Regions from separate parts of the Macaca mulatta genome. Here region 2 is linked to region 1. A link is a contact called in public Hi-C data. All regions are on one chromosome and are shown on one strand. The core of a region is the stretch at or near the end of the contact, and the rest is flanking DNA. Distances in the headings are between cores, read along the strand shown.

What was found. A called contact is a pair of places that touch in the nucleus more often than the background predicts.
Region 2: a Hi-C map of cortical neurons shows a contact between it and region 1, with 3 times the contacts expected there. The contact joins the promoter of SERINC1 here to the promoter of HSF2 in region 1. A contact is called at or near these places in 4 of 14 Hi-C or Micro-C datasets (CD4 T cells, cortical neurons, fetal cortex germinal zone and 1 more).

Annotation. Positions count from the first base shown.
Region 1 is chr4:27,410,097-27,413,702 of T2T-MMU8v2.0, reverse strand. It overlaps HSF2 (heat shock transcription factor 2), which reads right to left and starts at 1,264. Exons shown (of 12, transcript XM_077999323.1): 1 at 1,086-1,264. The coding sequence starts at 1,178.
Region 2 is chr4:27,486,857-27,490,532 of T2T-MMU8v2.0, reverse strand. SERINC1 (serine incorporator 1) reads left to right here and starts at 2,093. Exons shown (of 10, transcript NM_001257550.1): 1 at 2,093-2,205. The coding sequence starts at 2,167. It also overlaps a transcript of PKIB not described here.

The DNA.
Region 1 (3,606 bases), core at 15-2,514:
ATTTACTCAGCACTTAACAGGTGCCAGGCACTATGCAGGTAGTTTTCACTTACTCTTCTCAAGAACTACACACATGAAAATATGCCTCAATAGGTGATCATCTACAATAAGGGTTAACCACTTCCCTTCATAAAATGATTCCAACAGCCTAGGATTGTATTCTAATGTAAAGGTAGTGTGGATGTAAATAATCATTCTGCCTAGAATCTTGTATTTGGAACTGAAAGAGGTCTTGGGTCACCTAGGCAACCCATCCATCTTACGGATTTAACTTAGGCCAGACAAGAAAAGGGGCTGGACTAAGGTCATCCTTGTTTACAAGCAGAGTTGAGATCAGACCAATAATCAACACATCGATATGCCCCTCTGCTGGTAACAGTTCAGTGAAATTTAGTAACTACTAAGTTACTGACGACCTATTAGTACTTTATTAAAACAATCCTAATAATCCGACTATACAAATAGCACAGAATCTCGAAAGAATGTGTTAATTTCTATATATTTTTAAAACCAACTGATAAGCAGTAATCTGCGTTTGAATATATGTCTATTTCCCTGACTGCTCTCCACATAAAGATCCCAGATGCAAAGCAGTGTTGGGGGAACGGGGAGGGGGTGATCGGTCGCTGAGGTAAAGATCGCCTCCTGTAAAGCCCCAGGTCGATGATCCTGGCCCTGGACTCCCCGTCCCCTCCGCGATTTGTAACCCCTGAGCCGGGCGGGAGGACAGAGGATGAGTGTGCAGTAAAGAGGCTCCCGCGCCCTCGGCTCGCCGATTCCCCTCGCGACGCCGGGCCGGTTCCGAACGCGGACCAGACCGTTAAGGGGCTGCCAGGGCCGCTACGCCCCGCGCGGGCCGCCCCTCCCCCACCGCGGCCTGAGGCGAGCGGCGCTGCCGGCCGGGCCCCCGCGGCTCCCCTAGCGAACAATACAGGGGGTCCCCCGCGAGGCCGAACACCAAGGCCCCGCACCGCGGGCCTCGCAGGCAGCGTCGAGCCGCAAGGCCGCGAGAGACCACCCCGCGGGAGAGCGAGTGAGGACGCGGTTATTCAGGGGGTGCAGAGGCCGCCGTGGCCTGACCGTACCTGGCTCCAGGTGATGAACTCGTTAGTGTGGGTTTCCTCCACAAGCGTCCACAGCTTGCTGAGGAAAGCCGGCACGTTCGAACTCTGCTTCATTGTTAACGCGGCGCAGGGATTCCAAATTCTAGACCCGAACGCGGTGGTAGCGGCGGCAGCAGCTCAGGCAGCAGCTCCCCGAGAACGCCCACAACGCAGGCGCAGCAGATCTTGGTCCCCGCCCCCCAACCCCGCCAGGCGCGCGGCGAGGCAGAGAGGCCGGGCGGCCGCACGTGACGGACAAGTCCCCTCGCTCCGCCTGTGCGCGCAGTGGTTCCGCGCCGGTCCCGTCCCTGGCCAATCCCAGGGGCCGACCACACGATGGAGAAAAGCGATTGGCTGCTGCTGACATGAAGGGGGTGGGAGCAGAAGGGGGTGGGAGCAGAAGGGGGCGCTGCCTTCTCATTTGCCTTTTATACAGAAGCTTTGATGGTAGCGGATCTTCGGCTTGGGAGACCGTGTTTGGACGTTTCACGTGGAAACAGCTTATGGTTTCTGGGCTGTGGCTGGGAGGCTACAAAAAGCCCTTCGGGGCCTTTGAGTCATAAGTTTGGCAGACAAAGTGTGGTTTGCACCAGTTTAGAGAAGATCCATTCGCAGAAGGAAAAAACCAGCTCTCAAGCGTGATGTGCTAGGCCCCGAATTGAAATTGTCTTAAAAATAATGAACCTTGTTCTTACATTATCATTGGGAGAAAAAGCCCTCTTTAAAATATGTTTATCAAAAAGAGCAGTTTAAATAACTCACTGTCTATTACTTAAAACTGTAAACCAGGAACTGCAATTGATGTATCATGTGCTGTTTTTAATCCAGTCATCAAGTGCATACTCTACACCCAGAATAAAAAGAAATAGACTGTTTATACTATTTTAGTTAATTAAAATAGTTGTTCCTGCGTATACTTTACAGATACATTCTTTTTAGCCTGAGAGATTGGTATAATGAAAAAAAAAATGGAGAAGGAGTCAGTAGATCTGAGTTTAGATAAAGCCTCTTGAACGTTTTTCTGTATATTAAAATACACTGGTACTGTCACTTAGAGCAATTCCTTAGCCACCAGTGCCACTTTTTCCCATTTCTTGATTGGGAATAAGATCTTTTTACCCATTAAGAGTGTCTTTAATGCTATAATGGCTGTGCAAATGCTTTGAAAATATGAAGTCTACAAAATTCGACTTTTTTTTTTTTTTTTTTTTTTTTTACAGAGGTCAGCATGTGAAGGTAAAAACAAACAAGTCAGAGCCAACACATTATACAAAAATTCAACATAGGATTGGTTTACTTCTTGGGTAAATGTAAAATAGTACATTAAAAATACATATATAGAGAGAGTATCTTCCAATGAGCAAATATTTATTGAATGCTGCCTTTGTGTTCAGCACTGGGATGTTGGCTGAAGCAAAATCAGATATATGGAGGCATACATGTGATAGAGGAACTAGTATTTGATGAGCCCTTATATATGCCAAGGGCTTTACATATATTATTGAATCCTCACAACAATCCAATGAATTAGGTTTTATTATCCCTTTTTCCCAGTGAAGATTCTGAGACTCAAAAGTTGATTAATGTCCCCAGTCACAGCAAGTAAATGGGAGAGAGACTTTACACCCAAGCTTTATTGAGCTCAAAAGTATGTGCCCTTTCCATTGTACAATGATGACACTGTTTCAAAGCTCAAGATGCTTATATTCAAACTCGAGAAACAACATGACCACAGTGATCAGCACTCATTAATATATACAAAAAGAGCTAAATATTTGGTATAAAATAAGTACTAGGTGAGTTTAAAAAGACAGACTAGTAGGTTAAGGTGATAAGGAAAGATTTCATGGAGGATAGGGACCTTAAGTTGGATCTTGAGGTACAAATATATTTGAATAGCTAAAAGGAAGATACCAGAATAAGCAAAAACCAGGAAGCTAATGATCATGTCTGTCTACGGAGGGCAACAGGTCAGAGGTAAGATTGGCAGTGTCTAAGGAGGAAATGTGGCCTACTTTCATGGCATTATATTATTTTCTTCTAAAAAAAATAAAGTGTGGTTAGGTAGAAGTGGAAACTTGTCTTTGGACATTCAAAGGCTGGGCATTCATAGGGCTGGGCTTAGTGGGGTGCCATACTTGGTTTAATGCTCTGCTCTCATCCTCTTGAAATTCTCAATTTTTGAACAAGGGACTCTGCATTTTCATTTTGCAATGGACCTTACAAAATATGTAGCTGATTCTGTTTCCAGTGTATGGCATCTTATAGACCGTACATTTGAAACAAGTGGTTCTTAAACTTAAGCATGTGTCTGAATCACTTGGAGAGGGGAGCCTTCCAGTAAGCAGATGAGCAATATCAGTTCTCAGGTAGTATTTGTAATACTTATAAGGGCAGCGACAAGGATAAGTTATTAACCAGGTAAGAAAACCTTGGTACCAGGAAATTAGATGATGTATCCAAAATCATCTAGCTAAAGTTGGAATTGAAACCAGGTCTTTCG
Region 2 (3,676 bases), core at 844-3,343, 76 kb before region 1:
AGATTACAGGTGTGAGCCACCATGCTCGGCTAGATAGAATGTTTTTTACTAATGTACTTACTTAGACTAATTTGTATTTTGGCATTGTATGTTATATGTGTGCTACAGGAAGTCGCCTGGAGAAATGGGTGCTCCTACTAATAGCTGGTATACATTGAGAAAACTATGCTTTGAGCTGTGTTTGGGTTGATATTTGAAGAAGTCATCATTTCAATTTTCCTTCATAGTTGGCAAAGAGTAAAACAAGACTGATGTCGAAGACTTTTCTAATGAATAAAACAGTTTATAATTTATATACTGTCGTGTCTAATGTTGTATATATAACAACTTAAGTGAGCAAATTCCACTCCACATAGCCTACAGGTTAAATAAAAGTAAATTTTTTTTTAATGTATTTCAAGGCCAAGTGTTACATTCCAGAAAGATTAACAAGGACTTTTGTATTTAACTCTGGATATCTCAGGTGAAAAAACTCTATTGAATAGTGCAAGAACTTACGAATATCTCAGAAACCCTCTTGAACGTAGCAAGAGACAAGAACCTGCGCTAATTTAAATTTTAAAAGACCCATTCTCCATTTGTCTAATCAACATATTCAACCTTAAAGTTACTTGCATATAAGTCTTGTCTCCTTCTCTGATACTTTGAAAAGTTTAAGGACTTGAGATAATAGGATTCTTTTCTCCCATAAATAACATATTACTTTAAGTTTAGCATAATTAAAAATATTGTTAGGTTTGTAATTTCCATTTCCACAAATCTTTTTTTTTTTTTTTTTTTTTTTTTTTTTTTTTTTTTTGAGACAGAGTCTCACTCTGTGGCCCAGGCTGGAGGGCAGTGGACCAATCTCGGCTCACTGCAACCTCTGCCTCCCGGGTTCAAGCAATTGTCCTGCCTCGCCTCCTGAGTAGATGGGATCACACGCGCATGCCACCAGGCCCGGCTAATTTTTTGTAGTTTTAGTAGAGATGGGGTTTCACCATGCTGGCCAGGCTGGTCTTGAACTCCTGACCTTGTGACCCACCCACCTTGGCCTCCCAAAGTTCTGGGATTACAGGCATTTCCACAATTCTTTAAACCTTATGGATGCTCTATTATAATACTTTAAGAGTGGTCTACAAAACCACTGATAAGGCAAAGAAGAATAAGGCAAGATTGTCCCTTAGTGGTTACAATAATTAGGAGTAGGGATTCTGACATTCTTCCAGATTCTTAGGTGTTTACCCCACCTCGACCCATGCCATTTTTGTAGATTTTACATCACTTTCTTATTATTAGTTATAGGAATGACTATTTCAAGTTTGAGCTGTTTCCCAGAATATTTTCAAAAACCAATAACTCTAAAAAAACCTGGAACTTTTATAGGAATGCATTCCCTGCAGATGTGCATCATCACCTAATACGCAAGGGTTCCACATGCCTCAACAGCTCATGACATTCGAAACCAACGTATGAGTTTGATAATTAGTATGTCTTATCTAATTAAAAATATTTTTAATGTGCAAATTTTTTGTAACATCTTAACAGCACAAGAAATTAAAATATAAGTCAATAGCAAACAGAAATGATACAGAGAAACTGAAGCACATAGATGAATGATAAATATCCCAATAAAACTTGTTCCAGGCAGCGGGTTGCAGGAATACGTTGTGAACATAAGCGCAAAATAGGATGCAAAAGTGGGAAAAATAGGAAATAAGTGGAGTTAGGACGGACAAACACTAAGAAAGAGGAAGCAATCCCCTAAAAAGCAGAGAGGCTCCTCAGATGAAGGAGGGCAAAACGTCAACCACCACCTCAGCTCTGTTGTCTACTAATGCCCAAATTCAAGTTAATGGTAGGTAAAGGTTGGTTTTGCTCACACCGTTTTCTTAAGTTGGCAAACTACCGTCAGATCCACACTAGCCTTAAGTTCCCAGCCAGCAGTCCTTGGGAAATTTTCCAGGAAGGAGGACAGCCGGGCCATCTAGTGACGCGCACGCGCAATCTCAGCGCTGCCCGCTCCGTGTCTTATCCCACCCTGGCCTGGAAGGAAGTGACGCGAGGCTGAGGGGCGGGTTGAGCTCTGTGCCGGAAGTGTCTCGCAAATAGTAAATAATCTCGGAAAGGCGAGAAAGGCGCTGTCTCCATCTTGTCTGTATCCGCTGCTCTGGTGACGTTGTGGAGATGGGGAGCGTCCTGGGGCTGTGCTCCATGGCGAGCTGGGTAAGGTGCTTTTTGCGGCCTCTGGGTGCTAGTGGGAGAGACTAAAGAGAAGGCGACCCGAGCCGGGGTTGGGTGAGCCCGGCGGGAATGTGGTGCCCCACCCAACAGGGAGTGCCCTCTCTGTCCCCGTTTTCTTCTCGTCTCCTCTCGTCACTCAGAGTTCGCTTCAGAGCTTTGGGTCTTGCGAAGAACTGATCACTGGCCGTAAGGTGTAGTGGCGATGGGAAGATGACCCAAATTGAGGAAGAGAACTAGAATAGTACCCCTCCCCCACCCCTGCTTGGTGAGCGCTGTCTCCCATTCTTTCAGGCCCCTTTTCATGGTTTTGTTTGTATCTGCCTAAGCCATCTCTACAAAGGTCTTTGCTCCTTTCCTTCTGTGGGGTACCCACTCTGTTGTCTTCTCTTTCCCGGCGACCTCAGACTGCCGCACTGTCGTTCATGGATTCATGTCGCCCTCTTTGTTCTGTGGCGCAGATTATGATTAAAAAGTGCTTGTCGTCATTTGGGACCGCCTGGCAGTAATGTTAATTTAGTAATACTGTTTTTGAAACAAGTAGTCATAGCTCTGTCATGACTGTTTGAAGTGTCAATTTCAAATTTCAGCTTAAAATTGAAATTTCAGATGACACGCACATGTTTTGTGCCTAAAGACCAAATTGCCATTAGGCACAAGGCATGCGTGTGTCATCTGAAATTTCATGCTTAATTCGCTGTACATTACATTTTCATTAAAGGATTGTTAGAGTAAAACTATTTTCAGTATAGTGGCAAGACTTTGGTCCATGTGGCATAAATTTATTTCAGTTTATTTAAAATAATCTCTGCCCCCTCCAAAATAGTAGGCAAAACATTGGCAGTGCAGTTAATAAAAGATATTTGTAATTTTAGGCGAGGTATTTGGATTCAAATCACTTTTCTTTAGTCTGGAATTTCTTAATTCTGTTTCTAACAATTGCTTTTCTGACTTCCCAAATAATTCCGTTATATATACTCTTTTCAAAAAGGTTTTCATATGTCTTGAACTAAAAATGTTGAATTTTAATCAAATAATGATGTGGAGATTATTACTCCAGCCAGTCTGTTCTCTTGATTACATGATATTTCTTCTTGCACGGAAACCTGGAATATTTTCTCTTAAGATATTAGAGAGTTTATTGACTTTCATACAAAGGCATATTTAGTGTAATAAACAGTTTTGAAAGCTGGTAATTGATTATCATGTAAGATTGTTTTCATCGGTTTTTATTGGAAGATGTTACGCAGTTTAATTTGTAATGTCGTATCTTGCCCACTTATGAAGTAGGCATGCTGTAGTTTTTTTTGTATATAATAGAGATTTAAAAGATGAGATACATGTTTTCCGTTTTACAATATAGATCGCCACCTTTATTGATTAGAAGAATGTCCGTGATAAAATTGACACTACCTTTTAGTTTCTGTGTTAATAGCGAAGTAAATTAAAAAGGTAG